Linked DNA regions of Rattus norvegicus: all the other regions are linked to region 1. Evidence: chromatin contacts called from public Hi-C and HiChIP or PLAC-seq data. All regions are on one chromosome and are shown on one strand. The core of a region is the stretch at or near the end of the contact, and the rest is flanking DNA. Distances in the headings are between cores, read along the strand shown.

Evidence for each region. A called contact is a pair of places that touch in the nucleus more often than the background predicts. HiChIP or PLAC-seq counts read pairs in DNA pulled down with a chosen protein or histone mark.
Region 2: a contact with region 1 is called in a Hi-C map of liver, with 7 times the contacts expected there. The contact joins the enhancer-like site here to the promoter of Dll1 in region 1. A contact is called at or near these places in 2 of 12 Hi-C or Micro-C datasets (kidney and liver).
Region 3: a Hi-C map of mammary epithelial cells shows a contact between it and region 1, with 2.1 times the contacts expected there. The contact joins the enhancer-like site here to the promoter of Dll1 in region 1. A contact is called at or near these places in 3 of 12 Hi-C or Micro-C datasets (the A7r5 cell line, frontal cortex and mammary epithelial cells).
Region 4: an H3K27ac HiChIP or PLAC-seq map of oligodendrocytes shows a contact between it and region 1, with 9 times the contacts expected there. The contact joins the enhancer-like site here to the promoter of Dll1 in region 1. A contact is called at or near these places in 5 of 12 Hi-C or Micro-C datasets (the Rat2 cell line, frontal cortex, kidney and 2 more) and 1 of 1 datasets of contacts at active chromatin or transcription factors (oligodendrocytes).

What each region holds. Positions count from the first base shown.
Region 1 is chr1:64,991,323-64,994,667 of GRCr8, reverse strand. Dll1 (delta like canonical Notch ligand 1) reads left to right here and starts at 1,394. Exons shown (of 11, transcript NM_032063.3): 1 at 1,394-1,731; 2 at 1,958-2,251; 3 at 2,933-2,993; 4 at 3,197-3,345. The coding sequence starts at 1,678. It also overlaps a transcript of Fam120b not described here.
Region 2 is chr1:64,743,897-64,747,308 of GRCr8, reverse strand. No RefSeq gene overlaps it. Among named protein-coding and RNA genes, the nearest start is that of Ermard, 89 kb to the right of the region's middle. Within about 2 kb of position 1,273, at least 11 of the 93 cell types and tissues checked have an H3K27ac peak or open chromatin away from gene starts, as enhancers often do. A contact at or near this core is called in liver, where this site is marked.
Region 3 is chr1:64,832,209-64,835,484 of GRCr8, reverse strand. It overlaps LOC102550720 (a long non-coding RNA gene), which reads left to right. Exons shown (of 3, transcript XR_350072.5): 3 at 544-3,276. All of the region lies in intron 1 of LOC134485093 (a long non-coding RNA gene), which reads right to left. Among named protein-coding and RNA genes, the nearest start is that of Dll1, 160 kb to the left of the region's middle. Within about 2 kb of position 1,449, at least 4 of the 93 cell types and tissues checked have an H3K27ac peak or open chromatin away from gene starts, as enhancers often do.
Region 4 is chr1:64,809,019-64,812,342 of GRCr8, reverse strand. No RefSeq gene overlaps it. Among named protein-coding and RNA genes, the nearest start is that of Ermard, 150 kb to the right of the region's middle. Within about 2 kb of position 1,267, at least 21 of the 93 cell types and tissues checked have an H3K27ac peak or open chromatin away from gene starts, as enhancers often do.

The sequences.
Region 1 (3,345 bases), core at 145-2,644:
TTGTGGTGGTTGAAAATCTCCGGGGAGAGGGTGTGTACACTGTGGAAGGGTTCGCTTAGCTTTTGGCTCTGCTGGCTTAGGGAATACACTGCCCGGAGCCGAATTCCCCATTTCCAGTGATCGTGGACAACACGGAGACACTAGGGCTCTGGGACACTGCGGTCTCTGGGGGTGCCCGGCCGGGGTCGCGAGCCCATTGGCACTCTTCAAGGCTCAGTTGCCACCCTCGACCAGAGGTATAAAGCGTGCCTAACCTCCCCCAAACTTCCCAAAACTGCCGCGGCGTTCTCGCCACCCTTTGCCCACCTCTTCAGGGGTCCCTTTCCTACCGGGCACCCCGCCCCCCGCCGCCTCCGGGAGACTCCTCCTTAGAAAGAGCCTGCCAGGGAGGAGGGGCAGCAGCGGGGACGCGGGCCTCTAACCTCTCCCCGGTTCCTCAGTCCCCAGGACTGAACAAACGAGGAGAGCCTTGGCTGCCAGTGTTGGAGACGCCAGAGTCCGGAGGCCGCGTCCTGCGAGCGAGTCTAACGGTGACCGCGAGTGGGAGGCGCAGGCCGCCCAGCGTGCCTAGGGTCTTCGGGCCTGTGGCGGTGGGGCGGTGGGCGACGCGGCCTCAGCTCCAGCTCCGGGAGCAGAGCGGTTCGTCTCCCCGAACGTTTTGCAGGAATGTAAATGAGCGGGTTTTGCGCTGGGGGAGGGAGGCGAAGGGGCGAGGGCGGAGGCAGAGAGGACTAGGGGGCGGGGAGGTGGGGGCGGGGAGGAGGGTTGCACATTTTACAGCTCACTGACCATTTGGCGATCCATTGAGAGGAGGGTTTGGAAAAGTGGCTCCTTTGTGACAGCTCTCGCCAGATTGGGGGGCTGCTCATTTGCATCTCATTAGTTATGCGAGCGGCCGGCGGGATTTAAGGGTGGCAGGCGCCAGCCCCGGCCAGATCCTCCGGCGTGCACCCGCGGTTACCCTGTCTGACCAAGGCAGGTCACGGGAGAGCACCGGTGCGGCACGGAGCCTCCCACGCTTCGGCCTCCGGTCCTGGGTGTGTGTGTTCTCGCATGGCATTGGCTGAATTCTTGAGGAAGACGCGAGGCTTTGCGATAGTGGAAGAGATACCGGTCTAGAACACTCTGGGAGCGGCAGCCGCCGCCGAGTGACGCCCGGCCGGGAAACCAGGGCGCGCGCCGCAGTCCTTGCCACCACCTCCAGCCCGTTCCCACCGTGCCCCTCGGGGCCCCGGATTATCGCCTCACCGGTGGGATTTCCAGACAGCCGCTCTCTAATAGGCCTGCGAAGGAAGCCACTGCAAGCTCTCTTGGGAATTAAGCTGAACATCTGGGCTCTCTTCCCTCTGTGTCTTCTCTCCTTTCTCCTCTTTCCCTCCGCGAAGAAGCTTAAGACAAAACCAGAAAGCAGGCGACCCTCACTTACCCGTGGACTGGAAGCCAGAAGAAGAGGAAACCGAAAGTTGTCCTTTCTCAGTGCCTCGCAGAGCTCTTGTCAGGGACATAGCTGTAGCACCGCACCCTCCTGAAGCGACCTGGCCCGATATCACACCTGGAGCCGAGAGGCGCCTTTCCACCAGTGCTCCTCGGGTCACATAGACTTTCCGGGCATCCCTGGGTCTTTGAAGAAGAAAGAAAAGAGGATACTCTAGGAGAGCAAGGGCGTCCAGCGGTACCATGGGCCGTCGGAGCGCGCTAGCCCTTGCCGTGGTCTCAGCCCTGCTGTGCCAGGTAGGGGGCCGGGCGGGGCTGCTGCGCGGTGGAGGGAGGGGAGTCGGACAAGCGGATCAGCTGTCCATCCCCAAGTGACTCCCGCAGCGATGACCCCGAGAGCTGCCCGGCAGCGGGCGGCTCCGGATGGGCGCTGAGGTGCGCTCGGCCTCTGCGTCCTAGCAAGGGCCCGCGCGCCCCGGGTCCCTCCGCCGCCGGCGCGTCCTCACGCCCCTTCCCCGCGCAGGTCTGGAGCTCTGGCGTATTTGAGCTGAAGCTGCAGGAGTTCGTCAACAAGAAGGGGCTGCTGGGGAACCGCAACTGCTGCCGCGGGGGCTCTGGCCCGCCGTGCGCCTGCAGGACCTTCTTTCGCGTATGCCTCAAGCATTACCAGGCCAGCGTGTCCCCGGAGCCACCCTGCACCTACGGCAGTGCGGTCACGCCAGTGCTGGGTGTCGACTCCTTCAGCCTGCCTGATGGCGCAGGCATCGACCCCGCCTTCAGCAACCCCATCCGATTCCCCTTCGGATTCACCTGGCCAGTGAGTGGGCACCTGCGCGCACTCCGCTGGGCCTGGCCGGGTAGGGGTGGCGGGCTGGTGGCTGGCAGTGGGAGGGAGGCACGGGCCACTGATAAGGGTTGGGAAATCCCACAAAGCCACGCCTGGGGTCTTGACTTCTTTCTGGGAACTGGCCGGCAGTTGAGGAGGGGATGTGGGACACCAGAAGCTTTTGCAAGCCCGGGGCATTTCTCACAAACCTCAAGGGTCGAATGCTTCCCCCACCCCCCCCAAAGTTGGGAGAGTTCTTGTTCCCTAGCTCCTAGGCCTGGGTTGGGTCGCTCCCAGTGCTGCGACTGCTCGCTACCCTCGAGGTTCTATCCCCAGAAAACTAATGACAGCTGCCCTCTTCTAGCACCCCACCTTGTTGGTTTCAGTACTCTCTCTTAAAAAAAAAAAAAAACACCACAATATCCTGTATTAACATTTTTTAAAAAACCCACACTCATGGGAAAAACACTCTTTAAAATTTTCCTATTAAGGAAACTGATATGAGTTGACCTTCATTGGCACAATCCAGAGATCTGAGAGCCTCTGTACTTGGTTCCCTTTAATGCCTCTCCTCCAACTCCTCCTCCTCCCCCTCCTAGTCCTCCAACTCCTCCTCCTCCCTCCCCCCCTCCATACTTCTGGTTTATCAAGCATCCTCTCCCTTTTTCCTAGGGTACCTTCTCTCTGATCATTGAAGCCCTCCACACAGATTCTCCTGACGACCTCGCAACAGGTAAGGCTCCAAACCCCTCCCTCAACTATACATTCTCTTCATCGATGCACAGTTTACTTGACCCACTCACCCCAGTCCTCTGCTATCTTCGCTCTGCATCTGGAGTTCAGAGAAGGGTTCTTGGCTTGACAGCATCCATGCAGTGTCCTCAGTTCCTAGCTTTTGGGTGTTATCAGAACCAACCTGAGCTTCTTCTCTCCCAGAAAACCCAGAAAGACTCATCAGCCGCCTGACCACACAGAGGCACCTCACTGTGGGAGAAGAGTGGTCTCAGGACCTTCACAGTAGCGGCCGCACAGACCTCCGCTACTCTTACCGGTTTGTGTGTGATGAACACTACTATGGAGAAGGC
Region 2 (3,412 bases), core at 24-2,523, 250 kb after region 1:
AAAGCCTGGGAGGCCTCAACCCCACACGAACAACTGCAGGCAACTAAGGAGGGCTGAGAGTTGGGGGAAAGTCTTCCCCAGGGAGGGGCGTGCCAACTGCTTATCCAATACCAAACGGTCAGCCCTGAGAACATACACACGTGACGTTATACAGACTGACGTTATAAACGGGCTATGTTTATAAATAAATTTATTATATATTTTATGTATATCTCCATGTAACAACTAATGAGACTAGGACATGAATTTGAAAGAGAGAAAGGAGGGGCTGAAAAAGGAGGGGATAAAAAGGAAGGGATAAATGACATTATTGTATCATGATCTCAAAAGTAAAAGAAAAAAGGAAAAAAGCAAAGATTTTTTTTAATAGTGCTGAAAACTGTGAACCACAGGGATGGGAAATCTGAAAAAAAAAAAAAAAAAAAACCAAACTACAACCAAGATGCAGAAACTGTAATGTTCTGTTGACTGGTATAAGGACCCTGAGCAAACTGGAGGAGGAGGCACTGGAGGGACTCCTGTCTGTAAAAGCAAACCTTAGCATTATGGTGACGGCCTTCTTAAATAGGTCTAAGGGTTACGAAGTTCTGATCCAAGTTCCAGCAGGCTGTCTCACAAAAATTAGAAAAACAGTCCTCCAGCTTGCCTGGAAGAGTGAAATGACACACATTTTTAATATTCTGGATGTAAGGTTGACTGCATGATGGCCCAGGGATAGGCACCAGAGCAGAGGGACAAAGACAGATACGAGTGTTCAGCAACTCCATAGGTGAGGTGCCCCCGTCACTCACTACCTGTCCCATGTATTGGCCACAGAGAGGTCCAGTCCCTGAGTGACAAAAGGCCTTAGAATTGAGGGAATAAGGTAGATTATGAATTCCGCATTTTCACGAGCCTGTGGGCTCACACTGCTAGAAGCCACTCTGACCTGTGAGGGATGCTCACAGGAACCAGAAGACTCGGCTCCTGCTGCCAGACAGCTGAAACTGTGAGCTGAAGCTTCCCATTAATCAGAGAAGAACGTGGTCTCAGTGTGAAATGGGTCAACCAGTCTCCACCACAGAGAAGGCATGTTTCGAGCCACAGTTCTGGGCCCTGGGTCCTCAGCAGCCTCTCTCACAGTTCCCACCGTGCAAGTGCCCAACACTGCGGCTGCTCTCTGTGGCTTTGCAGGTGCAGTGAGTTTGTGCACCCTCAGTGCCAGCCAGGAGCTTCCAGGCCTGACCCCCTCCCTTCCTGGTGCTGGCATAGTGTCAGCTCCCCGCTGTTTCCTGCCTCCCTCCTGTTAGGAAACCAGTCTCACCCAAAGGCAGTGACCTCACTCTGTCCGGGCACCACCATTACCTTGGCAGAGAACCCTCTCCTTTGACATTGTCTTTATCACAGCAGGCAGAGGGGGAGGGACCCTCAAGTTCCCTTCCTTCCCCACTCCCCACCCTGTCCTCACAGTCACCAGCCACAATGTAGATGGCAGCAACAGCTCTGACTCATTCTCTTGGTCCCCACCCTCCAGCCGCCTCTCCTAACCCACACCAGGCCCAACAACCCCAGTACCTCTTACTCAATTTCCCATGAAAAAAAATGCAACCTGGTAACCTCCAATCCTGATACAAGGGAGCTGCCTTTCCTACACTTCAATTCAACCTCATTGCCATACCCTATGTACACACACACACACACACACACACACACACACACACACACACACACACTCTATGGCCTCCACTGAGATTTGCTCATTGGGGCATCTAAACATGTCAGTATTACAGAGGTCACAGAGGAAAAGCATGGAAAACAATGTGGTTTGTGTGTGTATGTGTGTGCATGTGTGTGTGTGTGTGTGTGTGAATCTGCATAGGTGAGTACATGTATGTATATGTGTGTAGTTTGCCTGTGTGATGTATTTGCATAAGATTTCATGCACGTCTGTGTATGCAGGTAAATGCACTGTACCCGTGTCTTTGTATGCTTATGTCCATGTGCATGCCTGTGTGTATGTAAACCTGCATGTGCAAGTGAAGCATTTCTTCTAGGTACTGAGAAGTGGCCATTCTCTCCTTTTCGGCAGCAGGACTCACCACAAGTCCTGGGGTGAGGATGGGGGACTCCTTGGAAGACAGACATGCTCCAAGGATGAAGCCTAAGGGAAGTTGCAAGTTGCCTGGACGAGCCAGGCTGTGAACTGTATATTCAGTTCTCAGGCTTACTTGGGCAAGGGCTGGGTCCCTGTTGCATGTGATGAAGGGGCTGGCAGTCATTTAGACCACCAATGACCAGAGTATGGGCTTCCTTTCCTTCTTCCCTCCCTCCCTCCCTCCCTCCCTCCCTCCCTCCCTCCCTCCCTCCCTCCCTTCCTTTTTCTGAATGAGGCAAATACAAAATATCAATGTCTTATATATTCATTGCTAACAAGCCCAGCTGGATGTTTCTGATCCCTTAGGTTCCACCATCCCACATGCACTGGCTTCTCGTTCTCTAGTCCTGAACACTTCCCTCCCAAAGGAAGTTGTCCCCTGACTGCCCCCGTGCACTGCCCAGGAAAGTGTCCAGCACACAGAATGGGCCCAAAGTGAGCCAGGAGTAGCTGAGTGTGCACCCAGGGTCTTGTAGTTCCAGCTTAGGTCTTTTGTTCCCCAGGTTGGGAAACAACCACTTTCCCACCACAGTCCCCCGCAGACGCCTGCGTCACGAGATGCTCAGGCCGTGGCTGCTGAGGTCCCTGCTCTCGCTGCAGCATTCACCATACTTTTCCATTCAACAGTTTCTCGGGTTTCTCCCCGCCCAGCACAGGATGACCAGAAGAAGCCCTGAGTGAGGCAGATCACATCAAAGAGTATTTGTCTTGGTTTGTGGCCTGTTTGGGTCAACACCAAGATAAACTGCACTTTGGCCTGAGCTGATAGCAAACAACTGTATCTTAGTCACTTCTGCTGAGGGATGCAGTGTGTTCAGAGTGGGGCTTGCCTGCCTGCTCTTAATCAGCGCGTCGTTGACTGAGGCTTGATCCCAGAATAACTGTGTCACTGGACGTGGTGTCACAAACACTGCGTCACAGTGTTGATGGGTGGTTTTCATGCCGTGTGCTCAGTATGAGTTGGGCAGGCTTTCTGCCTGCCATACTGTGTGTCATGACCCATGACTGTAAAACCCATTATGCAGATGAGAACAATGAGGCATTGAGAGGTCATGATGCATGCTCATATCTGAGGCTGGAAAGGAGCAGAGCCTGGAACTCAAACATGATCTAACCCCTCAACTAACCTGTGAAAGTGAGGTCTGTGACAAGGACAGCTCCAGGTTCACCAAATCCACACTCCACTGTCACTGACGTGTGCCACCCAACAGTTGCCAGGCTCCTGTAACATGGCTGGCTTCTGTCAGTGCAGTCTGGATCAAGGCCAACTCTCCTAGT
Region 3 (3,276 bases), core at 200-2,699, 160 kb after region 1:
TCTTCGTCTCCATCGCTGTCTGTTCTTCTGTCTGCTCCTCATTTGTGAGTCAGCAGGAGGATGACCAGCAGGGAGTCCTGGAGGGTCTGGACTTATAGCTGCCTTTGGGTTCTATGACTCCCCTGCCTTTACCTGCCCTTTCGTTCAGTGCGTCTATATTTCACTCACATGGGATTGGTTGCTTATCCTGATAACAACCTGTAACCAACTTCTGAACTGACAGAGGAGAAAACTTACTGATTTGACTTGTGCAGGACCAATTTCTGTTTCCATCTGGGTCCGCTGCAAGTGTCGCCTAGGGCAACAACTGGGTGGACACTAGCTCTATGGAGAGTAGAATTTCTTGTTCTTTCAACCCCATCTGCAGACTATAAGCAACTCTTAGAGCTGAGACACAGAAGCCATTTGGTTGGAGTAGGAAAAGAATGGAGTAATGAGCGTCTAGTTGTCTCCCCAGAAAGACATTGATTCCAGTGTCCGTTGTAGGCAAGGACTGCTGGTGAAGGGTCTTTACCTAACACAATATGTGCTTGCTATATCCAGATACTACCTTCCCCTCCCATGTACCTGCTGGCAGAGGCCTGGCCACTTGTGGACAATCTCCCATGGCTCTCTACCTACTCATCTCTGAAGACCCTTTAAATTAGAAGACCCAAGGAGAGACCTGGCTATGATTGGAACATGCAGCAGATGGTACGAGTTTTGGAGCTGGCTGGGGATATGAATTGTGACCTGTGCCACAAGGAATATCCACGCGACAGCTTCGTGTGTTGCTCACCCTTGAGTGTTCAGGACAGAAACTAGTTCTCAGCTACCACGTGTTGGAATACAGATGTCGCTGACATAGTAGCTCCCTGTGTGGAGCCAACAAGAGTTGGCCAGTGGAGATGTGCCATCGAGGATTACTGAAGTGCTCTGAAGTGCCTCAGGCTATTTTCATCACCAGCCTGTGACCCATCTGTCCTGTCTCCCAGGCACATGAACACACCTGACAAGCCCCTGTCCCTTCATGTACCTACCTGAGTACTTCCACCAGAGCAGGCAGGCCCAGGGGCAGGTGTTTGGCACTGGGTGCCGCTGTGGAATTTGCTCTATAGAGATGACTCAGCATCCAAGCATGTGCGGCCCAGTGCCAAAGGCCCATGGCAGGGATGTGGGCTGCCTGGGCAGGTTCCACTGGTCCAGGCATTACTGAGAATGTTCTACCAGGTTCTCTGAATGTGTCTTGGCACTGGATCTGGTCTCCAAGTGAAGAGCCCCCAAATCCATTCCAAGGCTTCATCTGAGCAACTTCTCTCCATAGCCCCAGGTTATTCCCGCTCCCCACTGCTTCTGTGTCCCCCCTCCACTATCCATCACTGCCTGGCTTGGGACATCCAAGGTCTCAAAGTCAGAGAAGCAATTCCCAAAACACAGGAAACATGATTTGTCACCGCTTCTGAGTACCAGAGTGCTTCTTAGAGGTCTTGCTGGACCGGGCTAAGCATCACTGACTTCCCTCCCTGCCTAGCCAGAGGCCCATGGCTTCGTGCTGAGTCAAGACTTGTGGCATTATGACTAAGTTAGCTACTTTTCTGTTGTGATAAAATACCATGACCAAAGCAACTTAGAAGAAAGCATTTAATTGGGATTATGGTTCCAGACAAACAGATACACCCAGAGAGTTGACTTTTCGGTGATTCTAGAGCATATCAAGTTGACTCAACAGATGAGTGTTTTATAGGGAAAGGGGTTGAACTAAGCCTGAATTCCATATCAGGGTGTACTTCACAGCAAAGGCCATGAACAAAACCTGGATCCCACATCACAACAGAGAGGGATGGCAGGAGCCTGGATCCTACATCATTGCAGAAAGGGATGCCAGGAGCCTGGACCCCAGTAATCAGTGTGCTGTTCTCTGCAGCTTCAATCTTTCTTGGAGAGGGAGAAGAAGCACCTGGATACAGACCACTACCCCCTGCACCTATAATACACTCTCAGGTCACCCTATGACCCTATGGGTCCCTTTAACATCACTATGGACTCATCCTCCGAGGTCACTGACAACACTGCAACTCCGGTGCAGGATGTTGAGGCAAAGAGGGACCGGGGTAGGGGCTGCCTTTTGAGGATGGAACTGTTTACTTCCCACAGAAAACAGGACCCTTGGGACCCTTTTCTACACTCTATAATATGAAGGGCCCTCATGCATTTTCAGTATTTCTATCTCTGTCTCCCAGTATAACTTAACTTACTATCTCAAAATACAATGGCATGCAAAGGCGTTCTTTTAACCAACAGTAATGAAATAGCATGTGTCTGTATTTATGGGCTTATCCTCACTGCTACCATCAACATCATCTTTGGATATAAAAACATTAAGCTGGGCTGTGGTGCCACATGCCTGTCATCCTAGCTCTTTGGAGGCAGAGACAGGCAGATCTCTGTTTAAGGCCATCCTGGTATAGAGAATGTTCCGGAACAGTCAAGGCTACACAGAGAAACCCTGTCTCAAAAACAAAACAAAACAAAAAAGGACAAAAAAAATTTAACTAACATAGTCTGTGCACATATTTAAAATATGTGACAAAAACAAAAAACCTCCAAAATAAAAAAAAAAAACACCAAAAATAAAATAATAAAACCTCCTGTCCATGTACCTCATTTTTGTACACTGGAGAGATACTAGCAGAAACACGTACCCACGTGCTCATGTACTTACATACTTACACACACAACACACATGTACTCATGTAAACACAATGCATTTACACTAACATTCATATTCTACACACACTTAGATCTATCTACTTAGGTAACCCTCACACTCTCAAACACATGCATCCATACACACACTCACACTCATGTTCAGCTCACTCACAATCACTCGAGCACACTTTGAACACGCCTTCACACTCACCCCTTCTCACTCACTTGCGCTCACGTGCGTCTGTGAATGAATACTCACTCACCACGTACTGTAATATCACACCAAATCATAAGGCTGGGACTGCAGAAATGGCTCCTGACTTCACAAACATTGTCATCTCCCTCACGGACTGATAGTTCATAGAGCAGCTTTTAAATAGTACAGCCTCCATTGATAACTAGAGGAAGGGAAGAAGAAGAGGAGAAAGGAGAGCAGGACAGATCAAGTCAGAACCTAACTTTCTCTGACGCAATTTGTGGTGCAGCCTGGGGCTGCTGTGTCACGTCTCACTTCCCTTGCTGCTAAACGGGGCACACGTGTGACCAGAACACTTGCTGCCAGGGCTGTTAGCACAGAGGGTGGAGTCA
Region 4 (3,324 bases), core at 18-2,517, 180 kb after region 1:
AACTTTTCTCCATTTGAAAAGGTGCCGTTGGGAGTTGGTCTCAACTGCCAGATCTCATCTTGTTGGCTTCCCTCTCCTACAGAGCCAGGAAGGGGGTCCCAATCAGTCTGGGCTGTGAAGGAGTAGAGAGGGCCATACAGGTATTTATTCATTTACTTTGACTGAGGAAAAGAAAGACGATGTATGCAGGCAAGATGTGCTCACCTTGCATAGGGTAAGGGCTGACTCTAGACAAAACTGGACCAGCACAGCATCCTCAGATCAGCTCGCCCAGGCCCTGTATAATGTCCTATTTGCCTTGCATCCCACAGCCTGTGAGTAATCCAACTTTGAGCATGCCACTCATCAACTAGAAGGGTGTGGATTGCTCTGATGATGGTCACTCTGGATGTCTCAAGATGGCTTTTGACCAACAAGGCAGGAAAGTCAGTGAGAACTGTGAATTCTATATCATACAGAGTATCCCACAGCCCCTCAATTCTTCCCAGCTCACCAGGTTGCTCCTGAGACCAGGAGTCTTGCTTCTTCCAAGTGCCCATGTAGCTAGGTAGACAGAGAGCCTCTAAACACAGGGCATTCACCTCCTTTGTTCCCTTAACAGGGTGAATCCTGAACCAGTAAGAAAGCTGGTGGATGTAGGTCATTCGAACCTGACAGAAATGCCAGCCATGGATCTGGCGTCCTGCGCTGAGGGGAGTAGCCTTCAGTTTGGTGATAGTATTCCAGAAGAGAGTAGCCCATGCCCTGGCAGAATTGGTCCTGTGGTTAGCATGCCATATCTGGAGAGGATGTGATACTAGTGACATCCAAAGAATCTGCTCATGTCAGGGACACTGAGAGTAAACTGATGTGGGGAGGGCCACTCAGAGGTAAGGGCCATCATGGCCCAATGGACAGATTTTGAATAAGAGATCGACACTGAAGATCCCAAGGACTATTGGACTTCAGGGCTGCCAGACTCCTGGACTATGGAACTCCAGGATTATAAAAATCCAGGACTGTGGGAACCCCAAGACAAAGGGCCCCAGGACTATGGGAACTCCAAGCCTGTGAGATCCCATGACTGTGGAACCCTGTTGATCTCAGTAGCTGGCAAGGGTCTGGATCCTGAGGATGCTGTAAGCTGTTCAGCTCTTGTGTTGTTGCCGTGTATTGACGTCTGGTTCCAGGGCCTCTCTGGGAGTGAGGACAGCCTGTGTGTCAGGTCATGCATGAGCTTCTTGGCTCCCTAATTTGCCCTCTTCTTTAAGCCACACTACCCGTGTGGAGCTAAAGAGACCTCTGTGTACAGCCAGCTGAGAAGAGCAGGTGATACAAACAAAAGACCTGGGCCAGTGGATGGCACAGGGCCATGGTTCCAATGCATGGCATAGGGCCCTGGTGCCTTGGTGGCCTCAGCATTTAGAGCTATGGTCTCAGGCCTGGGGCTGCCCTGGATCAGAGCAAAGCTGTAACTTAGGGCTTGGCTGCCTTTGGAAGGAGCTTTCTGGCCTTCCCTCCCGAAGCTGCCTCCTTCATCAATGCTGTCTTTGTCAGTCCTCCCCAGGCCTCGGGCTGCCATGGAAACGGCTGGTCTGGTGCTCTGTCCACAGCTCCCACATCTCTTCATAGGGAAATGAGGTAATGGTCCACATAGGTGCTTCCCTGATGTGTTCTTGACAACCTGCTAAATGTCACCACAGAAGGTAGGTACAACCTCTTCTAGAGCTCATCCCCAATGTCTCCTTCTGGGGTTCTTGTGCTGCAGGTATCGATGGTTAAGAAAGAGAGCTCTTCTTTCTCATACCTACCGGCTACACGAATCCCAGCTGCGATGCAGATCCTGCCCAGTGTGGGCAAAAGGAGAGAGTCATGGGGTGGCTGGGCAGGGACTTGTGAAGTACAGGTTTTACTTCTCAGGCTAAGAGAAAGACTCATGCGCTTGCTCTCTCTTTCAACAACTATCCGGTCTAAAGACTAGGATTTTGCCCCCTATGTATAGGTGAGAGGAAGGCATTTTGATGCGTCCTGAGATAAAATAAACACCTAAGCTCCCCTTCCCGCCAAGCTATGTGTCACAGGCTCAGACTGTCTTTGTCTGTTTTGTTGTTTTGTTTTCTTTGAGCCTTTGCTTCCCCTGAATGACTGTAACTGTGACATTCTTAGAACACAAGGTCGACGCCACAGCACTTAGGCTGAAGTTCAGTAGCCTGTCCCACGTGTGACCTCAGCAAGCTCCTCACTACACATGTAGGCTCACAGAGCTGCAGTCTAATGCCTGGTTTCTACCCTACCCAAAAGAAGCCCGAGGCAGTGTTCAGCCAAAGGTCCTGATCTAAATGGCGTAGCAGGAGTGGTGCAGGCCAGTCTGCAAGCTAAGGGATATGTGGGTGGTATGCAGGGAGGAGCTCAAGCCTGGATGTTTATACTGCAGAATGCCAGGGACACGTGTTGCCCTAGTGTCACCGGGTCACGGGGGGCCACAAAAGGTCTTTTCACTTGTGTCTGGTGAGTGTGGAGGTCAAGTCTTAGGGAAGGACAGTTGCCTTCCAGCAGCCTGAGGTGAGTGAGCTCTCATGTCTGCCTTAGTATATCAACTGCTCACAGCTCTAGTGGTCGGACATTAGCATTGATGACAGTGACAGCCACTGACAGCCATCCCAGTTATGTGCATGTGAGGGTGGAGAGAGTCACATTCAGATGAGGACGCTGAGAATAAGAGAGCTTGCAGGAACTACCCGTCATTGGTCAGTAATAGCAGCCACTCTTGTGGGAGTAGGATCCAGCTTTACTTGACCTGAGTCTACCGAGATTTAGTCTAGGTGTCCTCTGCAACAGGGTGACTGCAGGTCTCTTCACACACTTCTGGAAGGCTCAGAAGTAACAGACATCACTGAATGGAGACAGGCCTCTGTGGAGAGCTCTGGATGAACAGGAAATGTGCTGGCAGAGCTCAGAGTGGGGCCTCAGTGGCCTGCATGAATCTCACCAGGAGGCTTGGAGAGTGGTCCTGGTGATTGAGGTGTCACCTCCTGATCATGACCAGGAGGCTTTCTGTTATTTACTTATTCTCAGTTTGTATGTGTATGTGTGCACGTGTATGTGTGTGTGTGTGTGTGTGTGTGTGTGTGTGTGTGTGTGTGTGTAATACGCGTCATACTCTGATTCTCAAATTATCTATCTCCCTAGCCTTGAGCATGAGGATTTGAAGTTCAAAAGTCGAGGCCAGATATTATTTATTCGAGCCTGAAATCTTGCTAGATAGGATGCTATGACCCACACTGATCCCTTGGTTTCTGCCTGCAATCAATGTGTAGAAACCAACTACGGGCTCGATAACCTAAG